Linked DNA regions of Sus scrofa: region 1 is linked to region 2. A link is a contact called in public HiChIP or PLAC-seq data. All regions are on one chromosome and are shown on one strand. The core of a region is the stretch at or near the end of the contact, and the rest is flanking DNA. Distances in the headings are between cores, read along the strand shown. Region 1 overlaps RAD51B (DNA repair protein RAD51 homolog 2). Region 2 overlaps RAD51B (DNA repair protein RAD51 homolog 2).

Evidence for each region. HiChIP or PLAC-seq counts read pairs in DNA pulled down with a chosen protein or histone mark.
Region 1: a contact with region 2 is called in an H3K27ac HiChIP or PLAC-seq map of alveolar macrophages. The contact joins two enhancer-like sites. A contact is called at or near these places in 2 of 47 Hi-C or Micro-C datasets (embryonic fibroblasts and liver) and 1 of 2 datasets of contacts at active chromatin or transcription factors (alveolar macrophages).

Annotation. Positions count from the first base shown.
Region 1 is chr7:91,774,347-91,778,020 of Sscrofa11.1, forward strand. The region is part of intron 8 of RAD51B (DNA repair protein RAD51 homolog 2); the gene reads left to right. Among named protein-coding and RNA genes, the nearest start is that of RAD51B, 180 kb to the left of the region's middle. Within about 2 kb of position 1,400, at least 6 of the 83 cell types and tissues checked have an H3K27ac peak or open chromatin away from gene starts, as enhancers often do. A contact at or near this core is called in alveolar macrophages, where this site is marked.
Region 2 is chr7:91,621,408-91,625,363 of Sscrofa11.1, forward strand. It overlaps RAD51B (DNA repair protein RAD51 homolog 2), which reads left to right. Exons shown (of 12, transcript XM_021099935.1): 6 at 1,307-1,443. Among named protein-coding and RNA genes, the nearest start is that of RAD51B, 31 kb to the left of the region's middle. Within about 2 kb of position 2,499, at least 1 of the 83 cell types and tissues checked has an H3K27ac peak or open chromatin away from gene starts, as enhancers often do. A contact at or near this core is called in alveolar macrophages, where this site is marked.

The DNA.
Region 1 (3,674 bases), core at 150-2,649, 150 kb after region 2:
CCCCATGATTTGCTCTAATAACCACAAGAGTTAGAATGTAGGTGATCCTTGCTGAATGAAGGTAATCCTGAGGCTAAAATGCTCCTTGAATGGGGGAAAAAAAAATCCTCCCTCAGCAGATGAACTGTGTGTGAATCTATCTGACAGAGCTTTGGAGTTTGAAGTTTATTTACCTAAGAGCTTCAGTTTTATTAATTCTCTGGTTGGTGGTTCTTGACCTTTGACACTGGAGGGCTTAGAAAGGAAGCCGAAGTAGATGTTCAGAAACTTGCAGACGTTCTCAAAGAAGGGTGGCCCTTGGCTTTTTGGGGGCTTGGCAAAGCATCCTAGAGTTATTATTTGTTTTCAGATGTTCGGGGTTTGGCAGATCCTGTGATGTGTTTTGCCAGGCATTTTCCTTTGGATTTTAGTACAGGAATATCTTGGGTGGAATTTAATTGCTTTATTGGTGATTCATTTGCATTATACTGATCAGAATGCTGTTTTGGAAAAGATAACTTGATGACTGAGAAGTATTACCAACTTTACAGTTTTTTTAATACCAACTTTTTCTTAGATGAGGATAGAAAGGGATTTCAAGCTCCTGAATGTTTTCAGTAAGATTTGGAACTTGGACTCTTTAAGCAGTAGTTTCCAAATTTGTCTATCACTTTTTCCGCAAGAGCAAACCAGACTCTACTTCCCTGGCTTGATCTGCAGATCTTTAGAAAAGTTGTAGAGCTGATCAGCAACCTTGCGCCCACCCTCATTTTGAAAATTAATGTAAAAAAAAAAAATAGTTTTCAACAAGGAAGTAGAGAGAGCAACCCTCTTCTGGAGAAAAGAGCTGGAATTAAAACAAAAACAATCCAAGGAGACTAAGCATCGGGAAGGTTTTCAGTTCTAAAGCCAAATTACCAGGAATGACAAAACCCCTGAGAGGACTAAAGTTATATAAAGTGCCCTGAGGTAGCTTTTCCATTACAGTTTGTAGAAAATCTTGTAAAAGGAGGAAGCATGCTGAGACTTTACAAATGAGGACTAAGTCTTAAACCTTTTTGTAAAGAATAAGGAAAGGACATGGCTGAATATGGCAGTGAACTTCTTATGGCCCATCAAGTTGCAGCAAAGCGTGGTGGTAAAACAAGTTTCTTACGTCTATTGCCAGCTTCCTATCTTGTGTAATTGGCCCAGAAACAGCAGTGCCAGCAGCCTGAGTGACTATTCACTGTCTCCTTGAGAAAACAACAATGCAAATAATCATCGAGCAGGAGAAGGAGAAAAGCACTTTAAACAAATTAATGTGGATGTCTTCATGTGCAAATTATTTTGAAACCAACTTGTAGGAAGTGTTGGGAAATTGTAGTTATGAACTCTGCAAAATGGGGTTGGGAAAGGATAAAATGATATAGACTCATTTGCTTCAGATGATAGGCTGTGGGAGGCTGTGGACATAGCATTGAGCCATAGTGTTGATGGGTTTCTTCTTCCTCAATCCATATGTTTTTTTTTTTTTTTTTTTTTTAAGTTTTATGAGAGTATAGTTGATTTATAATGCTGTGTTAATTTCTGGTGTACAGCAAAGTGAGTCAGTTGTATATAATATACATATATCCATTTTTCCATTCTTTTTTTGGTTCTTTTCCCCCAGATAGGCTATCACAGAATATTGAGTAGATTTCCCCATTCTATTTAAACGGCTTAAAATGCCAAAGAAGCAAGATCTGTTTTGAATCCTTGATTTTATTCGGGCACTGGTTTAACTGGTGAGATTATTAGGACACTGATGTAGGTCTGAAATTTTTTATTTGGGCCAAATATAGTTGTAAGTGTTCCTTTCAGTACAAGTAAAAATTCACATTTTTCTTCTTAAACTTTGGTCTTGATGACCTTAAAACAGATGGCTTTATGACAACCTTTTTTTTTTTTTTTTCCTCCTTTTCTCTTTCTCTACCCTTCTTTTCCCTCCTTCCTTCCTTCCCTTTCTTACTGGTTATAGTCTAATTAGTGGGTGGGTGCTCATTAATGACCAGTGGGAACGTTGTGACATTTTACTTCTGGCCCAGCTGCAGTCTGTTCTAGCAGGCAGGATTAGTGTGAAGTTGAGAGGAAAGGACGGGCCTCACCCACCTGATGCTGTTGCTTCTTAGAAAATTGAAAGGATTTGATGCATTGGCGAGAGTGCACCTTACATTTGGGCAATAGACAATACAAGTAAATAATTTAAGGACAGCTCTTGCTTTTTAACTTCTTATCTCGTCATGACTTTCCCATAGTAGAGGCTGAATACAAAATTGTTAATTTTAATTGTTAATTGTTTTTAATGGCTGTACCTGTGGCATCTGGAAATTCCTGGGCCCGGGATGAATCCAAGCTGCAGCTGTGGCAAGGTCAGATCCTTTGATCCTCTGCACCAGGCTTGGGTTCAAACCTGAGCCTCTTCAGTGACTTGAGCCACGGCAGTCAGATCTTTAACCCACTTTGCCACAGCAGGAACCCCTAGTTCAGTTAATTTTGAGTATGAGGGAAGGTAAATTAATTCTGTATCTTAATATATTATCCAGGAGTCATGAACAAGACCTTCTGCCAAAAATCCATTAACCGTAGGAAACAAAAACCAGTGAGGATCACATAAGAAGTAATTTAGGTTTTACAAGTTGGGCTTTTTTTAGAGAGAAGCATGAAATGTTCTGCACATCTGCATTTGAAGTTAAAATCAAGAAGCAAAGCATTCTCATGCATAAGTATGTGAAACAAAGTGAAAATGCTTGATCTCTCTATTGACTCCTGTTCTATAGTAGGTATTAGTTAGTGACTGGAGAACAAGCGCAGGTGTAATATGGGATAGGAGAAAAGAGTGTATCTCATTTAGCTCAGGTAGCTGTAATAACATACCATAGACTGAGTGGCTTAGACAACAGATATTTATTTCTTATATTTCTGGATGCTGAGAAGTCCAAGATCTAGGTACCTGCAGATTCATTTCTTGGTGAGGGCTCTTTTCCTAGCTTGTAGACAGCTGCCTTCTTGCTCTGTATTCATCTGGCCTTTCCCCAGTGCTTGTGTGTGGAGAGAGGGCAAGACCTCTTGTGTTCCTCTTCTCATAAGGGCATGAATCCCATCATGAGGATCCCACCTTCTTGACTTAATCTAAACCTAATTACCTCCCAGATGCCTTACCTCCAAATATCATCTGATTGAGGAGAGGGGAGGGGGGAAAGATAGGGCTTTAACATATGAATTTTGGAGGAAGACATTCAGCCTATAACAGCAAGATACAGAAGCTCTTGTGAATGATGATTTAACTGCTTAAAAAGAAAAGCCTTATAGATTTGTTAAGGGTTTAAAATTACGCGATTTTTTTTCTTCTTTTTTTTCTGTCCGCTCCCACCACCTGAGGAAGTTCCTGGGCCTGGGGTTGAATCCTTGCCACAGCAGCAACCCTTGCTGTTGTGGTGACAATGCCCACTAACCCACTGAGCCACAAGACAACTCCTAAAATTATTAGATTTTAAAAATTTAAATATTTTAATTCTTTTCTCAATTCTTCTCAGTTTTTTCTGCTTTGATTTAGCAGCAGCACTACCAGCAGACCTGTCCTCCGCCTATGGAAATTGCAGGATACTGTATCTTATTGTAGAAAAAAAGGTTCTGTGGAGTAGCTTTTTCATCTTATAACCCTTTGGAATATTGTT
Region 2 (3,956 bases), core at 1,249-3,748:
TCCCACTTCATATTGTATCTGAGAGTTTTTTCAGATTTATAGTATGCCTCAGTCTTAGCTTGGATTTTTGTTCATTTCTGAGATTTTCTTCTTACCTCCTTTTCTCCTAATTCTTTTCCCTTCTTCCTATTTTGGAAAATTTTTCATTAAGGCTATTCTCACCAAAGGGGTAGTGTTTTGATTCTTAAAATTTGGATGCCACAGCCAGGATGACAAATATCATGTTAAAAGGGGATATTTTTAATATTTTAAATTAATTTTTTAACTACTTCTTGTCAGACTCAAATATGTCTGTGATATCTATACCCTCTTGTTTTCAAATTTTATAGTCTCAAAATAGCTTTCCACTAACTAAAAATTTAAAATATACGCCTCAAAGTATGAATCACCTAGATTAGCAGTTATTGAATTTTGTCTCATTTTTATCTCTCTTCTATACACACACATCCACCTCCCACACTGTCATTGTGGTTTTTTTTTTTTTTTTTTTGGCTGAACCAAATTTGAAATTTTGAAATTGTATACATCAATATCTGTTACTTCCAAATGCTTTACTCTTAAGAGTAAAGATCAAAGTACCTTTTAACAGGGCTAGTACAGAATTGTTTTGAAAGACCAATTTATAACAAATGCTAAACCCATTATTAAAGCTCTTAAATATTTTCAAGATCTTTCTATAAATATCTTAATGAGGAAAAGGTATAGGCCTCAAGGTGTAAACGTATAAATGAATGCTCCAGCCCTTCTCAACCAAAGTTTTTTATCTGAACTACAGAACAGAGAGGCTGATTTGGGTGACTGTTTTTTCATATCCCAAGGATGATGCATAACCAGTACCAATCCAGATGAATAAGGGAGAAGTAATTTATTATATACAAAGGGTGTATTAGAATGTTCTCTCTGGGGACCCAGGTTAATTGGGCTTTATATGTGGCAGTTCTTTTCTTTTCTTTTTCCTTTTTTTGTTTTGTTTTTTGTTTTTTTAGGGCTGCACTTGGGGCATATGGAAGTTCCCAGGCTAGGGGCTGAATCAGAGCTTTAGCTGCTCTTCTACGCCACAGCCACAGGAACACCAAATCTGAGCTGAGTCTGCCACCTACGCTGCAGCTCATGGCAACGCCAGATCTTTAACCCACTGAGCAAGGCCAGGGATTGAACCCATTTCCTCGTGGATACTAGTCAGTTTTGTAACCTGCTGAGCCACAATAGGAGCTCCCAACATGGTAATTCTTAAAAGGATTTTGCTTTGACTAGATTGTAATGTTTATACAAATAACATTTTTTCTTTCTTTTTTTTTTTTTTTAGATTACAGGTCCACCAGGTTGTGGGAAAACTCAGTTTTGTATAATGATGAGCATTTTGGCTACATTACCTATTGACATGGGAGGATTAGAAGGAGCTGTTGTATACATTGACACAGAGTCAGCATTTAGTGCTGAAAGGTAGGAGATTTTATTTTTGTCCATTATAATGCTTATTTTTGTAACATATATAGCATATAACATATATAGACAAGTTAACATTTACTTTTTATTTTTGAGAATACAGAGTGTTAGATACTGTTTTAAATAAATTTTCCTTTTATCATTTATTTATTTTTTTCTTTTTTGGCTGTCCCCATAGCATATGTAAGTTCCCAGGCCAGGGACTGAATCCCAGCCAGAGCTATGACCTATGCCACCGTTGTGGCAATGCCAGGTTCTTAACCCATTGTACCACATCAAGAACTCCCCACTCCCCTTTTTTTTTCTTTCTTTTGGAGTTTTCCTTTTAAAATTGACACAGGAAACAGTTTCTTTTTGTCTTTTCTTTTCTTACTGATTTAAGTGGGGTTTCTGGATAAGATGTGTTTTGCAGAAAGAAAGAAACAAGTTTAAGAAATAGAGGAAGGAATGTAAGTAGAAAATGGAAAAGAGAGAAAATTAATAAGAAATACAAAAGATAAGCTGCTTTGTAAATAATTTCTAGTTGGTAGTAAAGTATTAGTGAGTGGAAAAATTGCAATTTTCAAAACTTTTTTTTTTTTCGTCTTTTTAGTGCCACACTCACAACACATGGAAGTTCCCAGGCTAAGGTTGAATTGGAGCTGCAGCTGCCGGCCGGCACCTCAGCCACAGGAACGTGGGATCTGAGCCATGTCTGTGACCTATACCACAGCTCACGGCAACACTAAATCCTTTAACCCACTGAGCAAGGCCAGGGATTGAACCCGCGTCCTTATGGATACTAGTTGGGTTTGTAACCCACTGAGCCACAACAGGAACTCCTGAAAACATTTTTTGATTGAAAAATATTTTAATTTCTGAAATAGTGTGGTTTAAAAGCAAGGGACACACTGATAATAAGTATATACCTGCTTAGAAAGACCTCCTTACTCTGGCAAGGACTGTTACGGTTCTGTGAGAAAGGCACTTGGTTATTTGTGTAATTCTCTACATCTGAAGATAAGTCTGGCCCTGTATTCCCCTGCTCTGATTGACATTCATAAACAGGAGTGCTTTTTACATCTGGAGACAGTTTCAGTTTTGTTTCCTTAGCCAAGTTACAGTATAGGCATAATCTTTTGGGTCTTCCTCTAATTATGTCACAGTGAATCTTGCTCATTTCTCAACTACAGAGATCAAAGTATATCACCTGACCAAATGAATTCCAAATGGATTATTTTGCCTAGAGCTTATTTGCTTTGTTCTACATCTTTTTGTTTTTGGGTTTTTCTTTTTTTGTCTTTTTAGGGCTGCACCTGTGGCATATGGAGGTTCCCAGGCGAGGGGTCTCATCGGAGCTACAGCTGCTGGCCTACACCACAGCCACAGCAATGCCAGATCCAAGCCTTCTCTGCAACCTACACCACAGCTCATGGCAGTGCTGGATCCTTAACCCACTGAGCGAGGCCAGGGGTTGAACCCGCAACCTCATGGTTCCTAGTTGGATTTGTTTCTCCTGCGCCATGACGGAAATTCCCTGTTCTACATGTCTTGATTATCTGTTCTTTCTAAGTGTATGCCACTAGTATGTTAGCTCTTTGAGTTTGTGTTACATCTTTGTATCTCCAAAGCCAAATCCAGAAACAGACACATACCAACTGCTCAGAAAATGTAAGATAAAAGAAGGAATTGTCAGGTATTGCTCTCAGATCATGAAATCCAGATACCATTTCCCATAAAAGGAGTGAGGGTTCCTGGGGGAGTGGCTGATTCTGGCTATGGAGCAGGAGCAAGAAGTTTTTTTTTTGTTTTCTGTGTGTGTGTGTTTTTTTTTTTTAAGTCAAAGATGAAAGATTTATTCACTCCAAAGATAACCAGAGTATTAGAAAGTTTTTAAGTTGAGTCTGCAACACCTTATCAGATAGCAAGAAAGCTATCAAAGCCTACTTTAAAGGAGTGTCAGAAGGACTCAGGAGTCAACCTGAAGAGCTCCCACTGGCCAAAGATGAAACAAATTGAGAACCAATACGATAATAATGTAATAGACATGGATTAAAACACACGAGTCTATGATATTTAAGAAATGAAAAGCAACAAATTGATGACCATTGGAAAATTCCAGAGAAGCAACCTACTGTTTTGAAAATGAGTTAAATGCTTGATTTCCTTTTTTTAATCTCCCTTTTTTTATATGAACTGGATTACTGAGTAATAAATATGTCTTTTTATAGAAGTATTCCATAATAAATGAAGAAGGAATGATAGAATATCACCAAATTATAAATGCCAATAATCTAATGGATCTGGGCATGGAATATTGTGATATAAAAAGAAAAATATATTGTGTCATCATCCTGGTTCCTGGCAAAAGAAATTCCAGAAAATCCTCTGGAATTTCCTGAGTGACAGCGCTTAGAGGAGCATCATTTGTTTTTCGTAATTAACCCCTTTCAACCATAGCTGAGTTTATGCTAATGAGATGGCTCTCGGTGGGTCCCTAGAGTGCATCTAATGGGAGCTGGTTGCCAGAG